Linked DNA regions of Mus musculus: all the other regions are linked to region 1. The links are chromatin contacts, called in public Hi-C and HiChIP or PLAC-seq maps. All regions are on one chromosome and are shown on one strand. Each heading gives the region's core, a stretch centred on a gene start, on an enhancer-like site or on the middle of the called end of the contact. The rest is flanking DNA. Distances are from core to core; before and after follow the strand shown. Region 1 overlaps Ptk2 (PTK2 protein tyrosine kinase 2). Region 2 has its middle 19 kb from the start of Ptk2. Region 3 overlaps Ago2 (argonaute RISC catalytic subunit 2).

The links. A called contact is a pair of places that touch in the nucleus more often than the background predicts. HiChIP or PLAC-seq counts read pairs in DNA pulled down with a chosen protein or histone mark.
Region 2: a FOXA1 HiChIP or PLAC-seq map of pancreatic cancer cells shows a contact between it and region 1. The contact joins two enhancer-like sites. A contact is called at or near these places in 1 of 15 datasets of contacts at CTCF or cohesin (the NIH/3T3 cell line), 1 of 484 Hi-C or Micro-C datasets (cortical neurons) and 2 of 115 datasets of contacts at active chromatin or transcription factors (embryonic stem cells and pancreatic cancer cells).
Region 3: a contact with region 1 is called in a Hi-C map of CD4 T cells, with 4 times the contacts expected there. The contact joins two enhancer-like sites. A contact is called at or near these places in 2 of 39 promoter capture datasets (cranial neural crest and liver), 1 of 484 Hi-C or Micro-C datasets (CD4 T cells), 1 of 115 datasets of contacts at active chromatin or transcription factors (double positive thymocytes) and 1 of 9 other capture datasets (adipose tissue).

Annotation. Positions count from the first base shown.
Region 1 is chr15:73,266,969-73,270,482 of GRCm38.p6, forward strand. It overlaps Ptk2 (PTK2 protein tyrosine kinase 2), which reads right to left. Exons shown (of 35, transcript NM_001358046.1): 19 at 1,841-1,925. Among named protein-coding and RNA genes, the nearest start is that of Mir151, 14 kb to the left of the region's middle. Within about 2 kb of position 1,518, at least 61 of the 459 cell types and tissues checked have an H3K27ac peak or open chromatin away from gene starts, as enhancers often do. A contact at or near this core is called in pancreatic cancer cells, where this site is marked.
Region 2 is chr15:73,440,808-73,444,321 of GRCm38.p6, forward strand. No RefSeq gene overlaps it. Among named protein-coding and RNA genes, the nearest start is that of Ptk2, 19 kb to the left of the region's middle. Within about 2 kb of position 1,729, at least 83 of the 459 cell types and tissues checked have an H3K27ac peak or open chromatin away from gene starts, as enhancers often do. A contact at or near this core is called in pancreatic cancer cells, where this site is marked.
Region 3 is chr15:73,116,159-73,119,672 of GRCm38.p6, forward strand. Ago2 (argonaute RISC catalytic subunit 2) reads right to left here. Exons shown (of 19, transcript NM_153178.4): 13 at 3,179-3,338; 14 at 145-235. Among named protein-coding and RNA genes, the nearest start is that of Gm31725, 9.4 kb to the left of the region's middle. Within about 2 kb of position 1,918, at least 122 of the 459 cell types and tissues checked have an H3K27ac peak or open chromatin away from gene starts, as enhancers often do.

The DNA of each region.
Region 1 (3,514 bases), core at 268-2,767:
GCTAGACTTACAGGCAGTTGTGAACCACCTAATGTGGGTTCGGGACACTGAACCCAGGTCCTTTGCAAGCAGTAGTACATGTGCTTAACTACTGAGCCACCTATCCAGCCCTTCCTTGTTTGTATCTAACATATAAAATACATAGAGAATAAAAATTCAAAGTATATCACCAAATTCGATATTGTTAAATTCACATCACTGCTTAATCACTGTTATTTTGTGAAAATTTTCTAGGTACCCAGGGCATCGGCTATCACCCCTGGTTTTCTATGACATCAAGATCATTATCAGGACTTTTTATTTCCTTTGAAATAATTAGTGTTGATAATACAGAGCACAGAATAAGGAGCTGAGGAGGGTCTTGCAGTCACTGAGAAACTGTCACACTACACTAGAAACCCCAGGTGAAGTTTAGCCTGTCACTTACCTATCCAGATAGTGGATGAAGTGCTATCTCTCGCTTATAAAGTAAGCTCACTGCAACCTTGCCTGCCTGTGCATTCCTTTATGTACCATCTGTGTTTCTGTAGCAGTGATGGGGCTGGAGAGCTGGGATGTAAGCTACATTGTCATCGAAGCTGAAATCTTTCCTATCTGGCCACAATTTATGTTTTCTGGGCTTAGGCCATCTCCCCTATCTTACAGCTTGTTATTGCCTGGAGGTGGGGGGTGCGATTTGTGTGTCAGCTACACTACATCTGTTGCATTTCCTGAAGAAGCAATTATCAAACCTTCCAAAGATGAAAACAGTCTTAATCTAACCTGGCTATTTCTACAGAAATATATAACCAAATTCGGCAGTAGTGTCTTAAGAGACCCGTCCAACGTTTGTGTGTGAGCATCAGTGGGGTTCTGTATTAAGGCAGACGTGCCGACTGCCTTCCCCAGGCCAAGCCCTGCACTGGTCTCTGTGCCGATTGCCTTCCCCAGGCCAAGCCCTGCACTGGTCTCTGTGTATTAAGGCAGACGTGCCGACTGCCTTCCCCAGGCCAAGCCCTGCACTGGTCTCTGTGTATTAAGGCAGACGTGCCGACTGCCTTCCCCAGGCCAAGCCCTGCACTGGTCTCTGTGCAGCCCTTGTCCCCACAGAACGTAAAGTCTACAGGAGAGACAGATAATAAGCACATGTGATCATTTTATGTATTTAAACAGGAACTCTCAAGAGGAGCAGAATATGGTTCTGTGAGAATGACGGTGGCTGGCAGGAGGCAGGGACTTGAAGGCTAAGAATAGAGAAATCCTATGAGAGGAGAGGGGACATCAGGGTGTTTGATGTATACAAGCTAGACAAGATCCTATTCTTTACCACTAACCTTTGAGGAGAGAAGGCTCATAACGCACAGCTCATCTGAGACAGCCTCACTACCGGATGTACACACCTAGGCCAGAAGGCTGTGAGTGGGGTGGTGGAAATCCTTTCAAGCTAAAGTCACCCAGGAAGCTGTCACAGGAAGCCTCTCCTGGGGTTTCTGTCTGATTACATAGGGCAGGAAGCTAGTCATTATCCTGACTCATCTGTAGCTTATGGACTCCATCAGGTTGTAACTGTTGCCATAGTTACCTCTGTACTCATGGAACCTGGCAGGATCTGGGCTAGAGCCATTTATGTGAATGCACCAACTCCAGCCAAAGATACGGAATGCTACAGGAACCAAATAACAAAGGGAATGTGCCATCTTCCTCTACATATAAACATGTCTGTCTATGAAAATCTGTTAAATTTAGACATTAGTTTGCAAGGTGAATAATACTTATAAAAGTAAAAGCATCTTTCCTGCAAAGACAGCTAGATTTAGGTAAAAAGTGAAATTGAATTCCACAGAAGTTTCAACAAACTTACAGGCTTCTTGAAGGAACTTCTCTCTCACGCTGTCCGAAGTACAGTTTTTACATGTTTTGATTGCAACAGCCAAAGCTGGATTCTCCTGTGTCAGGGAAATTACAGAATCACTCATACATGCAAAAAGGTTCTCCATATTAGTCAACACACACACACACACACACACACACACACAGAGTTTTGTAACTGTGGACTTGTGGTCAGACAGAACTGGAACTATAAAATCAGAGTTAAGAATATTCTGTATGAAATTCCAGAGTAAAATGGATACACATGTGAAATGCCACAGGCAAGTCACTTATGCATGTACCAGATGCTGAGTATATGCAATATGGTAGGTGCTATCCTGGGTTCTTGGGGCACACAAGTGAACAAACTGCTTTTAAAGGTTGGCTGGCATTCCAGTGCAAAACACCAATGATAAAGTCAGTTATTTCACAATATATTAGAACAGCATTTTAGAAGACAGGAGTAGATCAGGCAGAACATGGGAGACCAAGGGGTGTCAGCTACACGAGGAACACTTCACTGAGCAGATGAGAGGAAGACAAAGCTTCCAAGAAGAGGGAGCCAGTCATAGTAAAGTGGGGAAGTTACATGCTGTTGAAGAAATGGTGAACATGGAAGCTCAAAGGATTTGGGGATGGGGGTGATGTAGCAAGACTGTAAGAGCAGAGTGTGTAAAGGTAGAAATACTGAGACGGGAACCTAGGAGCCAGAAAAAGAGGGGAGGAGATGTATGCATTTCTAAGTTAATATAAAGACTTGGTTTTCATTTCAGGAGGATGAGAGCTTGGGTGTGGTCAGGGCAGTTGAACCCATTGTCTAGGATAGTCTCAAATTAGCAGCAATCTTCCTGAAGCAGCCTTTCCATACTGAGAATGTAAACATGAGCCACCATGCCTAACTGAACCTATAGCTCTGACCATTTGGGTGTGGAAAGGACACTCTAGCTCCATCTGCTGCTGAGAGATGATATATAAAGTCAAGTCAAGCATGGAGAGTGGTATAGGTGGTTACCGCTAGAACCTGGACAACAAGCTATGGTTGCCTGGGTAGTGAGCAGCAGTGGAGGTGGGAGAAGGGCTGGGCATGTGGATTTTTTTTCCTCAAGGTTCAGCAAAGGTGTCTCTTGGTTTGCTAGGAGAGAGTGAATTCAGGTTTTGACCAGAGGAACTAATAATGTGGAAGGAGAAATGAGAAGTTGAAGGTCTCTAAATATGATAAGCAAGGACACTGTTGAGATAGCTGGGGGCACCAGAGGCATTAAGACAGTCTGATCCTTGGGACTGTGGATCATCAGAAGAGTCAGTAGGTTCAGGACTATGCTTTGCAGCTCCACAGAAATAAAAAGTCAGAGAAAAAAAGAGAAAATGGTGAAGGAGACTAGAAAAGTATGAGCCACAGAACAGGAGAAAACCCAAGAAGATGTGTAGTTCTAAAAGCCAGAGTTTGTCTTCAATAAGTTCAAAGGATGAAGCTTAAAAGATAAAAGGAACATGAAAAAAGAAATGCTCTGTGGTTCTGAGTGAATCAAGGGCACAGTATGGATGAACATGGGCAGACATTATATTTGTCAAAACCATTATTCACCTTACTTTATCTTATGCCTCACATTCTGTCACTAAGCAAAGAAGAAAAGAGCAAGAAAGCGAAGTGGATCTGTCAGGGCTT
Region 2 (3,514 bases), core at 479-2,978, 170 kb after region 1:
AGCCTCTGCACGAGTGTTTCAGAGTTGCCTTGGAACTAGATAGTCTCCTCTGCTTCCCACCCGCCAATCAGCAGCAGATCCCATCTGTTCTGCCTCCAGTGTGAGGTGATTCACGCCCTTCAAAAGAATTATTGGAGCCCTCACTGCCGCCGACTGCCAGCACTTGCTTGGAAATAGCATCTCGGTTACACCAGCTTCTCACAACCTGAGAGGATCAGTGCTTCGTGAGAAGAGAAGAAGACATATGGACATCGTGTGACAGAGGAGATAGAGATGCCTACATTGAAGGGTGCAGGTGCAGGAAGCCTCTGGGAGAGAGTCTAGAACGGTCCTCCTGCCATGCAGCCTCTGACAGTGTAGACTTCTGACTTCCAACACTGTAGCAGTAAATGTCTGCACGTTAAGCCAGCCAGTCTCATGCGTTGCTTGGGGTAGACTTCCTCCTCGAACTGTTTCCTCTTATCTAGCTAATTCAGGCTTACCCCTCTCTTTCTTCTTTTCATCTCCTGCAGACCAGAAAAAGGTCAAGTTACCTAGGGTACCCAAAGCTCTACCCAATCCTACCCTTTGCCCAACAGCATTGCTGTGCCCTGTGGGTGGTCACAAAAAGACCCAGGCCATAGCTTGCTGGGGCAGAGACTTCTACTGTGAGATGACATCTGCTCCACAGGTCTTTTCTTTTCTTTTTTTTTTTTCTTTTTTTTTAAAAGATATATTTATTTATTTTATGTATGAGTACACTGTAGCTGTCTTCAGACACACCAGAAGAGGGCATTGGATTCTGTTACAGTTGGTTGTGAGCCACCATGTGGTTGCTGGGATTTGAACTCAGGACCTCTGGAAGAACAGTTAGTGCTCTTAAGCACTGGAGCCATCTCTCCAGCCCTCCACAGGTCTTTTCTGTTCATCTCCTGTGCACCTGAAACAAATGTCATTGCTTCTGGTCTTTCTGTGTACCCAAGATCTTTCCTTGTCCCTAAAGCTGAGTGACTGGAAAGCAGGGAGTGTGTCTCCTGGCAGGAATGTCGTATGTTCAGTCCACAGGGTACACAGATGGCTGCAAGAGCTGGCCTCTGCCTCAGTATGGACAGGAGACTCTGAACACCTGGAGTCAGCAAGGAGCGACAACCCCCCCAAACCCCCCCCCAAAAAAATTGAGGGACCAATGCTTACATTGCTAGATGATCGATTTCCTTTGAGAGAAACTACGACTGGACGTGGTGGCATGTGCTTTTAATCCCAGAACATAGGAGACGGAGGCAGATCAGTCTCTGAGTTTGAGGTCAGCCTGGTCTACAAAGTGAGTTCCAAGACAGCCAAGGCTACACAGAGAAACCCTGTCTTGGAAAGGAGGAAGAGGGGGAGGGGGAGGGGAGGGGGGAGAATGAGGGGGAGGGGGAGGAGGAGGAGGAGGAGGAGGAGGAAAGGAAGGAGGGAAGGAGGAGGAGGAGGAGGAGGAGGAGAAGGAGAAGGAGAAGGAGAAGGAGAAGGAGAAGGAGAAGGAGAAGGAGAAGAGGAGAAGGAAGAAGAAGAAGAAGAAGAAGAAGAAGAAGAAGAAGAAGAAGAAGAAGAAGAAGAAGAAAAGAAAGAAGAAGAAACACAAGAAAAACTATAAGCCCAAGTAGTCAAATAGTTCAGGATTTCAGGAGGGCTCCGGGTGTGTGCATAGAAGTGAGTGAGGGTGTGAGTTACTGATTCACCTCATATAGCTAGCAGTGGAGGAGGAGGCGCAGCCCAGGGCCGGGCAGCTGCCACTTCCCCTTTGCCTACAGACCGCTGACCACAGGCGGCACTTTCTCTGAGATTGCTTCCCCTGAGGTCTGCAGGTCTGGGTGCAGCTTCCTCGGGCACTGCCCTGCTCCTGTCTCTGCCCTGCCCTCTGGCCTGCAAGCTCCTTGGGACCTCTCTGCTGCCCTGCTGAAGAAGCCAGGACATCCAGGAGATTCAGGTTCTATCACTTGCTCACAGTTGATAATGAGTCCTGGTGTATTCGTTTGCAGAGAAATTCACCACCAACTAGGTTGGCTTACATCGTTCCGGAGTCATGCTTGAGATCAAGGTGTCTCAGGAGCAACTCTGAAGGTGTTAGAATGTAGGCGTGTGGGGGGATCATTCCTTCTGCTAATCTCGTCTCTTCTATCTTTGTAAGATACCTAGCACTGGGTTTCAATAAGATGTTATTGTGAGATCTACTCATCTCTTCAAAAAAAAAGGGGGGGGAAGCTGTCTGCCAGGAGCCTGCACCAAACACATCATTTAGAGGTACCCCGTTCAGCCCGTTCCCAGAGAGAGGATGAGCTGACCCCACGTCGTGGAAGAGGGGTAGGAGAAGCTAGACAGAGAAGCAAGCAGCTGCCGGCTTGCTCCAAATAGGAAGTGGGGGCTGCCCACTCCCACTGGCTACCGCAGCCTTCTCCAGGAAGACTTTGCCCTGAGGAATCTTTCCTCTCTTTCCACATGGTGACCCTGTAAGCTCCTGGGTTACTTTCTGTCACAGCTGGGCAGTGACTACACAGGCTTCCTGCTCCTCCCCCAATCCAGCCGCCTCCTTCATAATCCCAGGCCTTCCTCCGGGATTTCTAGTCTCTTCTCCCCACCCCCACCCCGCGCCCCGTACACAACGCCCCCTTTCAGGCTTTCCCTGTCCTCCTCCAACAGGCAGAGGAAACTGCAGAGAAAGATGGTAGAAGGCCCCTTTCCCTTTCCTGAGCCCTGCTGCCTCCTGACTCCCTGTGGGGGTCCCTGTGTGATCTCTGAGCCACCCTCCTCAGAGGACTGCACTAGGTGAAGTTTAGGACATGGGGGTCTTTAGTGAGAACACTATGAGGGCCCTTGGTAGCCCCTTGCCACCACTGACAGCCCCAGAAGCCACTGCTACCTTGAACTCACGGCTCCTCCGCCCGTGTCCTTCTCAGCAGGAAAAGTCCCTTCTTTCGGAGGACCACCTGATGTCCCTCATACTCTAGGCAACACTGGCTACCGCCTAGCCTAGCCTAGCCTAGCCTAGCCTAGCCCACACTCGCTTCCTCTCTAACGCGGTCCGCCCGCCTTGGACAGTGTTTCAGCCCTCTCGGGTCTCATGGAGGCAGACTGACTCTGTTCTTGGCTTCTAGGTCTTCCATGGTTTCCCACCCTTTCCTTCCTCCTTGGGCAAAAGGACCCAAGGGCTTCCATAGTAGCACAGCCTGCCTGTCGCTCATAAGGTGCCTCTCTGAGGTGGTCAGGCTGTGCCCTACTCTAGTTACTGCGCATTATATAAAATGCTTGCTATCAAGCTGCTGCCCTGAGTGACTCCATTTTATAAAACAGCACATCTCTCTCTTTGACTATAACTGCCAAGGACTCTGCCTTATTTTTTGGTTGTTTGTTTGTTTGGGGTATTTTTTTTTTTTTTTTTTTTTTTTTGAGACAGGGTTTCTCTGTATAGCCCTGGCTGTCCTGGAACTCACTCTGTAGACCAGGCTGGCCTCGAACTCAAATATCCTCCTACCTCTGCCTCCCAAGTGCTAGGATT
Region 3 (3,514 bases), core at 668-3,167, 150 kb before region 1:
TTAGACCAGCCAAGCAAGTGGTGACTTCCATGTCTTTCTCCTCCACATACCACTGCAAACAGACCACAGACACTCGAGGGGCAATGGTCCCACCAAGCAACATGATACCAGCAGAGAGGCCAGAGGAAAAGAGTGGACACTCACGGCAGCAATAGAAGGTTTCTTCCCATCCCCAGCTGGTGGGTGGGTGACATCGGCTCCCAGGAAGATGACAGGTTGCTGGAACACTGGAGGCCTACAAGAAAATGGGTGTTTGAGGACCAAGCTTCAGAGAATGCATGGATGCCTGGCAACAGAAGCTATTCCTACCCGTCTCTGGGAGGCAACCCTAGCTCTAACATGGGTATTTTTCAAGAGATCTTCCTGACTCTACCTCAGTGCCAGGGTGACAGGCATGTACCACCAAACCCATCTGGTTTATGCTGGCCTTGAACCCAGGGCCTTATATATGCCATGCAAGTTCTTTACCAAGTGAGAGACCTCCCCCGCCCCCAACAGAATTGTTACCCTTAATGATACACACAGAAAGCCTATTGGATTAAACAATGATGTCTGTTATGCACTTGAGAAAGAGCCCGAGAAGGTGGGACTGAGAGCCGAGTACGTAGCTGGCCTGGTTGGGCACTGGGGGTGCCTTGTTCTGTTGAGGGGAGGGACTGCCAGAGCCCAGGAGTTTGAGTAGCATCCTGGGTCTTAACCACAGAATACATTCCCAATTCCCACAACCCCGCCATCTTCTTCCATGGCCATCATTTCTGGCTGAGACCTTCAGGCGGAATGCTCACTACCTGAGTGGTGGCATGTGTGGTGAGGGAAGGGGAAAGAGAGATAATGATAGCTCTCCATGCAGCACCCTAAAGACCAACAGGTTCCTGCATTGTAGGAGCCGGGCTTAGCATACACTGTTCACAATAGGAGCAGTTACGTCTTTATTCCCATGGTGACTGCTCTTCTAGAAGTATACACAGAGGCTGGTGGCTGCCAGAGAGGGTATGCAGCATGGTCATCAGAAAGGGGTTTACCCATCCCGTCTGCCTTCCTGAGACTTTTTCCTTTCTCCCCTTTATTTTGACACACAGTCTCATGTACTTCAGACTGGACTTGGATGTCCAGTCCCGCTGCCACGACCTCTCAAATGCTGCAATCTTAAGTGTATGCCTCCACATTTTGTGCCAAAAGAAACTTGATTATTCTGAAGGTGGCCTGGGACTATCACAAAGAACCAAAGGACAATTTGACACTCTGGGCAAGGAGAGGTAGCCAGAAGGGCATCTTTGTCCCTAAGTGTGTGAAGTCCAGACAATATTCTCTGTGTGAGGCCCTAGATCAAGAGCAACCATGATACGAGCTGAATACCACATCTCTGTGAGGTGACGTCCCATTTGTGTGAGGTGTGGTGCACTCAGAGGGGAGTGTGTCTATTGCACAGTGTCATCTCCCAATCAAAGTCAGGCACAGTAGAGACCTGTGTGTGTATGTGTGTGTGTGTGTGTGTGTGTGTGTGTGTGTCCACAGCAGGATTTCTCTTCAGCACCCATTCAGGATATAACCATGTAAGAAAGAAAGTGCTTCCTACATGCCAAGCATGTTCATCTATGTGCCCTTTCCAGGGAGAGGATGGCAAGTGTTCCTTTACTCTCCACTGTGGTTGCAACCACCCCTGGGGGCCTGCACCCAGCCTCAGACTTAGGGTGCCACTTCTAAGACACAGGCGTCTGTGGCACTGTGGTCCTGCTAACCACACTTGAGATGCCTGTGCCTCTTGGCCTCACTTTCCTTGCTGAGGGGAGCTGAGAGGTACACCCAGAGATCCTGATCACCTGCCCGGCCACCATGAGGCCACCAGGTACAGCTGTGTAGCAGCTGTGTTTCTACACGTGGGTGGATGTGACTCACTTGCCACAAGCAAGGCACACCTGCGCTCAGCTTCCTCTCATCTGCAGCCCAGCGAAGCTTCCTTCCCATGAGCCCAGCCTGCCAGGGCCTCCCAGGCTCCTCCTAACTCAACTCATGCTGCCATGGCAACAAGATTCCCCTTTCAAGGTCTCTAGTGACTTCCTCCATTGCTGGGTCCAATAATCAGGCCGCACAGTGCAGCTCATTGGCATTTTGTGATGCAAGACACACCTCCCTGGGCACTGTGACTCAGGTGCCTCCCCTCCTTGCCTTCTTTTTCTATTACCAGTGTCCCTGAACTTTTACCCTGGGCACAGGGCTCAGATCTCCTTGTCATTCACTCAAGGATGCTCATCCAGTCTCAGGGTTCCTGTGCTCTGACAATGAGTGTCCCCAGAGCTCAGCTTCCCAACCCGGGCCACACCTCCTTCAGGAAGGCCCTGTCTTTGACACTAACTAGACCAAGAGCATGAGACAACTGCCTTTCTCCCCTTTAATCTCTTTAACCTGTCTACCTATCCTTATCTCCAAACCATTGGGGTTCCTCATCCTGCCGGTCCCCAACTTCAGCCCGGTGTAGCCTGGCACAAGAGGCCTCCAAATCTGTTCTAAGCCAGACCCCACAGCACAGGCCTGCCCATTATTCTCAGTGTCTATAGACAGTTTCCTCAGCCAAAGCTATTACTATGGTCGCTCTCTTCTTTTGTCCTTTTGTTCAAAGGAGGGGAAAACATTAACTTGGACCTTGTCCTCTAACACCTAGGGTAGCACACTGACTGTGGGAGGCACCCGAGGAAGGCACAGTTCCACATTCCCAACCCTTAGCCCTATGGGGCGTGTGGGCCAGCACTTGGCCTCAGTTCCTGGCCCATCAACAGCAGGTCCTACAGGGAAGGACTTTCCAGCCCCAAGTGCTTTAGCTTTGATCCTAGCAGTAAGCTCCCAGCCCCAAGTAAGCAGAGTAGAAAACACTGGAGTCTACACTGCAGTAAAGCTCCAGGGACCCGCTGCCAAGTCTGTGGAAGCCCATTCCTGACCTGTCCCGAGGCCACTCACTCTCCCAACTCTTCAGTGGAGACTGCTGGCCCTGGCACAAGGAGCAGGGTGACAACAGCCCCATACCAGCCTTCAACTGTTAGGGACTCCAGCCCTAACAGTCACTCATCCCTGATGCCCCTGGTTCTGAGGAGCCCAGGACTTATGCCCACATAAACTACCAGTGAGCACCTCTCCACTGACCATTTAAGCCAGCTGGTGTATGCATGGGGTGTGGCCACCTCACCTGCCCTGTGGCAGCAGGATGTTGTTGACGCCTCCCAGTTTGACATTGATCTTTAAGCAGAGATTGGATAGGGTCTGTGGCGTGGTCCTCTGCACGTTCTTCATCTGGACGCACTGTGTGGCCATCCCCAGCACTGTGTCTCCCACACGCTTGACTTCCGCTGTGGAGCAGAGGCGCACATGTCACAACTCCCAAATAGAAGCAGCTGTCTTCTGCACCCTTTTGGACTGCACCGGTGCAGTGTTCAGCCACAGCAGCTGCGTTAGGCGCCTGCAGTCAGCCTAGGGAAGATGCTGGCAGACAGAGGGGCAGGGCTCCTGGCGGAATCCTGCTTTA